Regions from separate parts of the Mus musculus genome. Here region 2 is linked to region 1. Evidence: chromatin contacts called from public Hi-C data. All regions are on one chromosome and are shown on one strand. The core of a region is the stretch at or near the end of the contact, and the rest is flanking DNA. Distances in the headings are between cores, read along the strand shown.

Region 1 (3,269 bases), core at 423-2,922:
AAGAAAGAGAAGAGAAGAGAAAAAAGGAAAAGAAAGGACAGAAGGAAGCGGCAAGCACGGCGCTCTTTCCCTTACAAGTCAGGCCCTGGGCTTAGATGCCTTAGCCTGGACTGGGACAGAAGCAAACTGCCCGCCCATGGTTTCCGTTCCCAGGCTGGGATGTGCTGTTTCTCTTCCAACTAGCTTTTCTTCCTCGCTTCCAGCTGAATCCATGCCAACAGAAGCCCCCTTCTGCCTGAGCAAGCATGAGAGCGCCCTGGCAACGGAGATAACAACAGAGCTGGGGGCTGGGACGCTGCGTGGAAGTAGGGAAAGAGGAATGTCGGCAGAAAACGCTTCCAGTGTACAACTGTTACAAGAGACCAAACTAACAAGGCCTTTCCGAGTCACAGGGAGAGGGCTGCAGAGACAGACACATTCCCCTGTCCAAAAGACAGCAGGCTAACCAGGGGAGGGGGGGAAAGACTTTCTTCTGGGAAGACAGCCTTGTGCTTGATTGGTCTGTTCAAAAATAGGGCAAAAACCTCAGAGCCCTGATGCTTGTCTTCCTTTTACTCTGCATGCAGCTTAAATAGAATATGTACCCCGAGGAGCAGGCAATGTCCCACTCCCTCAGGATCCTCGGTACACAGCAAGTGCTCAGAGACACTCATGCATAGGAAGTTGAAGCCCTGGGCTCAGAGCTCAGCAGATCCTGACTGGTTACCACTGAAGGAGGGGGCCTAGGGGCAGAACCCCGGTCTCCTGCTTTCCCTACAAGCCCAGCTTGATCTAGGAGACAACACCTGAGCAGGACAATAAGCCGGACAATAACAGGAGAAATGAGACAGACAACAGTTTCCTATGAACAGACCCCTTAAAGCCCCAGCCTTAGCAAACAGACCGCTTCCCTATGCACAGTCCGGTAGGCCTGTTAGCCACAGAGCTCAAAAGCTCCGGTTTGTAGTGATTGGCTAGTCATGAACACATGATCCCAGCAGCCAATCAGAATTCTTTTGAGTTTTCAATCTGCGAAGGGAGATCACGAGGTAGGAAGAATTTACAGGAACAAAACTATTAACCATACTGGCCATCTAGTCAATGAGTAGACTTACAAGGGAGTCAAAAAAACGGTGATAACTGGCAGAAGAGAGCCCAGCCCCACCCTGCCCTTTCCCACAGTCATCGAGTCAGTAAACCCTTTGGCTGCGGAGTAACCAATGCCAGCCCCTATAACAAGAGTAGCAATGGCTCTGCTTGTAATCCCCATATTCAGAGGTGGAAGCAGAGGACTCTCTTGATTCAAGGCCATCCTCCGGAAGTTCCAAGTCGGCCTGGGGTAATGAGCCTCTGTGCCCAGGGAAAACCAAAACAACCGCACTTAGCCAGAGATGGCGCCCGAACTCCATCCCGCTCAGTCCCTCTGACTCCAGAACCTTCCACTACTGCATCACATTTTGAGAAGGAACTCATCTTAACGACAGGAAGGAGCCAAACATAAGAACAGTTTTACTTAAGAGTAAACACGGGAGGACTGGAGAGATGGCTCAGCTTGTTAAGATCAGGGCTGCTCTTCCAATGGACCTGGATTCAACTCTCAGCACCTGCATGGTGGCTGACATCCACTTGTAATTCCAGTTCCAGAGGACCTGACACCCTCTTCTGGCCTGCCTGGACACCAGGCATGGTACACATGCATACATGAAAGCAAAGTATCCATATACATAAAATAAAGCAAAAAAAAAAAAAAAAAAAAAAGAGTAAACACAGGAACTGGGAGATGGCTCAGCAGTTAAAAGCACTGACTGCACTCGCACTCACAAAGGACTCACGATCAATTCCCAGACCTACAGCAGTTCACAACTGTCTAACTCCAGTTCTAGAAGACCTGACACCCTCACACAGACATACATGCAGGCAAAATGCCCATGCTCATAAAAAATTTTTTAAAATAAAAATAGTAAAGGGAGCAGTTTAACAACGTAAGTGTACTTAATGTCACAGAGCTGTCACTACATGCTAAAATGATGAGTTTTATCTTCTGTGTTATATACATTTTTGTTTTGTTTTGTTTTTCGAGACAGGGTTTCTCTGTATAGCCCTGGCTGCCCTGGAGCTCACTTTGTAGACCAGGCTGGCCTCGAACTCAGAAATCCGCCTGCCTCTGCCTCCCGAGTGCTGGGATTAAAGGCATGCGCCACCACGCCCGGCATATATACATTTTTTACCACAACTAAAACACAGAACCGGTGGCTGGAGATGTAGCTCAGTTGACAGATTATTTGCCTAGTGTTTGCAAAGTTCTGGGTCCCATCCCAGCACTTCAAAAATCAGATGTGGTGGCACATGCTTATAACCCCAGCCCTGGGAAAGAGGCAAGGGGTGATCGATCAGAAGCTCCCATTCCATGCTGGCCACATTCCAAGTTTGAGACAGGAAAGCATTCGAATGGCACGGGCAAATCCCTGGGTTCAGTCTCCAGCACTAAAAGCAACAGCAGACTGGTCATGAGCCCACTACCTGCTCATCCCTGGAGACACAGCAGATAAGATGTGTCATGTATGTGACATGTCATGTATGTGAGGCAACAATTGGAGGACAGGTGTTAAAGTGCACAGAATCATCAAAACCTGAAATACTGTTTAAAAATAATCTCTGTTCCCTGGAGCAAGTCACAACAGTGTAGGCCAAAATCCAGTGGTGCAGGAAAGAATGCAGGGTAGGGAGTGATCAGGAAGTAGGCGTTCTGATCGAGCACAACACATTGCCCCACAGTCACAGCTCTTAGGAGGCAAAGTCAGGAGATGATCATGGGTTCTAGGGCAGCATGAGCTAGGCAAGATCCTGTCTCAAATACAGGCAGGAGTGCTGAAGATACAGCTGTTAGACTGCTGGGTTCTGGTTCCTGGACTGCATAAATTGAGCACTGTCTCAAAAAACAAGGGGCTCTGTGAGTAAAGACTAATGATGTAAGTTCAATTCCCCCGGACCTATACAACACAAGACAGAACAGCTGACTCCACAGTTGTCCTCTGACCTCCACAGATGCAATATGGCATATGATAATGTATATATATATATATATATCATACATACATAACAATATAATTGTTAAAAGATTAGGGGACAGAATAAAGACATTTAAAAGGGGAAAAGGTCCCAGGGTGTTGGCTCAGTGGGTAAAGCACTTGCCAGAAGCATGAAGACTTGAGTTTCCATCCCTGAAACCAATTTTTAAAAGCAGAGGAGGATTACAACACATTTGTAATCCCAGAGGGAGGTGGAAAAAG
Region 2 (3,539 bases), core at 780-3,279, 180 kb before region 1:
ATTACTCAATTTATATTTTAAATATAATTTCTATCTGTTGGAAATTTAAAATCTCGGTAGTAGCTACTCAGAGGAAAGATGTTGAGCTTACCCAGGGTCTGTCCAGCCAGCACCCGCCCATTCTCTCCCAGCACAGCTGCCCGGGCATGGCGCTCATTGGCATACTGGACAAAAGCATAGCCTTTGTGCACAGAGCAACCAGCCACTCGGCCGTACTTGGAAAAGATGGTCTCCACATCTGACTTCTTCACCACAGCTGTGTTTAGATTTCCGATGAAGACCCGAGAGTTGATGGACTTAGGGTCATTCTTGTTGGTTACATTGCTGGTCTGAATCTTCAAGGACATGGTGTTCACCTGAAAAGAGAATGAATGCCAATGTGAAACTGGGTTCCCAGGCTAGGCTCAGTTCCGTTCATGGCCCACATCCTTAATGACCTGGACTGCTCCTTGCCTTGCTACACACTCTCATCCCTATGGCACCCATCCCTCTCTGTTCATACATCTTGTTTTCTTGCTACTTTACCAGGAGTTGACAATGGCTGCTAATCTTATACTAGGTGCTTTATAACATTCCTTCATTTGGTACTCTCATAATACCACGTGGGAAAAACCAACATTGGAAGATTATAAGGCTGAGACTCACCAGTCCACTTAATACCCCACTGTAAAATTAATTTTAATAACTTTCTACAGCTTTTTGTTTTGTTCCATCAATGTAGAACCATAGCAAAGAGGATACATGAAAATTTTAAGAGATGCTTGCTAGGGAACAATCCCCTATTATGAAAATTGCTCAGTCTGATCTAAATGTACCTCATCTTACTAACCTAGCCAGTGAAGTCTTCATTGAGCCAGCCATTCTGCAAAAGGTGTGCTTACAGAGGCCTTACCAAGTACTCACTGCAGGCTAAGGGTAGCATATAATACTGAATAAGCCCAAGAACTCATGGGTAAATATAGTTTACTACAGACTCTAGTTAAAAAAAACAAAAACCAAAACCTGGTAGAATTATTAATTTGCTAATATGAGGTACTTAGACATGTTTAAAACTCACTTCTGTCAACTTCATCACTCTGCTTCCTAGAAGTAAAGCCAATTTAAATACTTAAGATAGCGTGTTTATCTCAGGATGGTCTTTAATAATTTATTGGTTATCCACATTATACTGATTTGAAATCTGTTAGGTTTAGAGACGAGTTAGCAACTTGCTCTTGTGTGGGTATATAGATGTAGGTCATGTAGATCAGCAGACAAACTTTGGTACCACTCCTTTGTCTACCTGTCTATTGTTTTGTCTTGTAGGACTGTTTTTCACTGTTCTAACGTCACTAAATAGGCCAACCTGCCTAGCCAGCAAGCCTAACTTTGCCTCCTCCAGCACTGGAATTACAATGCATATCTTAATACCTGACTTTTTAAAATATATGCCCTTAGCCACAATGAAGCACAATTTTAATCCCAGCACTCAGAAGAGGTAGAGTTCAAGGCCAACCTGGCCCACATGTTGAATATCAGATCAGCCTGGGAAATCCTGTCTTTAAAAAAAAAAAAAAGAAATCTGAGACTCCAGGCCCTTACTGACCCTCCCTACAAGTACTCTTCATTCTCTCCATTCTGACAATCAAGCTAGTTAACTCACAAGGCCCCTCTGCAGTATATTTATACCTTGGCATAGCCCCAGGAGAAAGAGAAGAAGGAGATATTAATTCCAGTAGGATTAGCTTGCAGTTTGGACTTGGCATTTGTACCTACTGGCTGTGTTCTGCCTACTGATGCAGGTTTGTACAATTCCAGTATCATCTAACCAAGCAAAATATATTTAAATAAATAAATAAAACCTTTCATCAGCCTGCCTGTTTATTATACTTAATATATATTAAAATATATATTAAGGGGGTGTCAGAGAATTAGGTAAGAATGCAAGCTGAAGAAAACTGTTATCTTTCTGAATGTCTTCTCTGTATGCTACTTTGTAGACAACCTATCTTCAAGTTGGCTGGTTCTCACCAGCTGGTGGCACTGTTTTCAAATAAATCACAAGCTGAACCATGACATCTGATAAGGAAAAGAAACTGCTCCTAGATCTGAGTTTATGATAAACTTGATGGACTGACAGGAGTCAGATGTGTACTATCAAAGCAAGGGGCTCAGAGCTTATCTTGCTGCTACTAAGGAAGAGCTGGTGTGATCTTTAGAACTTGGAAGAGACCGGCTCTTGTTAATAAGTTTACTTTTATACCACAATCACCACCATTTATAAAGCAGTGAGGGACACAAAGAAGATTCATTTGATTACCATGAGCACACACCACATTCTGCACAAGCAACAGGAAATGCTTAACAATCCCTATTTTTCAGTTACAACAGTCCTATCGGATACTGAGTCATTCAAAGGTTCCTTGTCCATCCACAAATAAAAAGCAACTTTTATAAGGGACCTGTGTGACACTAGAAGACTGATCCTGCTCAAAACTATCAAGTTTTAGCCAGAGAGATGCCACTTTGTTTGGTAGGAGAGAGCCATCCAGGCCCAGGGTATGGACTGAGAAAGGAGAGGGAGAGATGATAGTTTGGATATAATGGCAGTAGCTTCGCAATTTATCTGACAGGGACAGGTTAGTTGCAGATCTCCTCAAACTGTTAGGAACCTCTGACACACTAAGGAAGCATTCACTGGTTTGCTGGAGAACAGTCCTTCAGGGTTGGCTCTGTCAACCATCTCTCCTCATCTGAGTTGGGACAATAAATATAAAAGAACTTTGCAAACTGTGGAGGCTTTTACAAGATCAAATATTAGTATAACTGTATGTTTGTCTATTCTACTAATACCACCACCAATGAGACCATTCTAGAGTTGTGATCAGAATAGAACACATTCTTAGGACACCAAAGAGTCAACCATGTCACCCTGTTCTCATCTCTAGAGATGACACAGGAAGTAGCATGTGACTGCTAAGTAGAACATGCTCTGGTATCCAAACCCCAAACTTCCAGTCTGTATCCTCCCAGTTGATTTTTAAGTCTTGTATAATGCTGTGGCATGCAGGCTGCATGTTATTCTGTAGATTCCCTACACCCAAGAGGTCAAATGTCTAGAGAGTTGAATGGTACTACAGAAGTGTGTGCCATATTACCTAGCTTCCAGGCCTAGTTTTCCAAATGTCCACCTTCACAAACCAACCATCCCCAGCTTAAAAAACACCCCTATTTTATGCTTTCCCCCCCTTTATCTCCTTTCCACTATTTTGGGGGGGAGGGAGAGGGGAGGTGAGAACAGGGTTTCTCTGTACAGCCCTGGCTGTCCTGGCATTCTGTAGACCAGGCTGGCCTTGAACTCAAAAATCCACCTGCCTCTGCCTTCCAAGTGCGAGGATTAAAGGCGTGTGCCACCACTGCCCAGCTCCTTTCCGCTTTTTAAAAAGACAAAATAGCATGCCTTCAACTTGCTATATAGCCCAGAATGACCTCATCACAAGTACTGGACTACCACATCTAGACTCTTTCTGGGAATCCTAAAATATCAATATAGTTTTCAG

The links. A called contact is a pair of places that touch in the nucleus more often than the background predicts.
Region 2: a Hi-C map of bone marrow-derived macrophages shows a contact between it and region 1, with 29 read pairs. The contact joins the enhancer-like site here to the promoter of 9030607L20Rik in region 1. A contact is called at or near these places in 1 of 484 Hi-C or Micro-C datasets (bone marrow-derived macrophages), 11 of 115 datasets of contacts at active chromatin or transcription factors (the HPC-7 cell line, the NIH/3T3 cell line, bone marrow-derived dendritic cells and 8 more) and 4 of 9 other capture datasets (adipose tissue, embryonic stem cells, liver and 1 more).

The regions. Positions count from the first base shown.
Region 1 is chr2:154,674,942-154,678,210 of GRCm38.p6, reverse strand. It overlaps 9030607L20Rik (a long non-coding RNA gene), which reads right to left and starts at 1,672. Exons shown (of 2, transcript XR_866878.2): 1 at 1-1,672. All of the region lies in intron 1 of Chmp4b (charged multivesicular body protein 4B), which reads right to left.
Region 2 is chr2:154,854,086-154,857,624 of GRCm38.p6, reverse strand. It overlaps Raly (hnRNP-associated with lethal yellow), which reads right to left. Exons shown (of 8, transcript NM_001139511.1): 2 at 92-356. The coding sequence starts at 347. Among named protein-coding and RNA genes, the nearest start is that of Eif2s2, 37 kb to the left of the region's middle. Within about 2 kb of position 2,029, at least 5 of the 459 cell types and tissues checked have an H3K27ac peak or open chromatin away from gene starts, as enhancers often do. A contact at or near this core is called in bone marrow-derived macrophages, where this site is marked.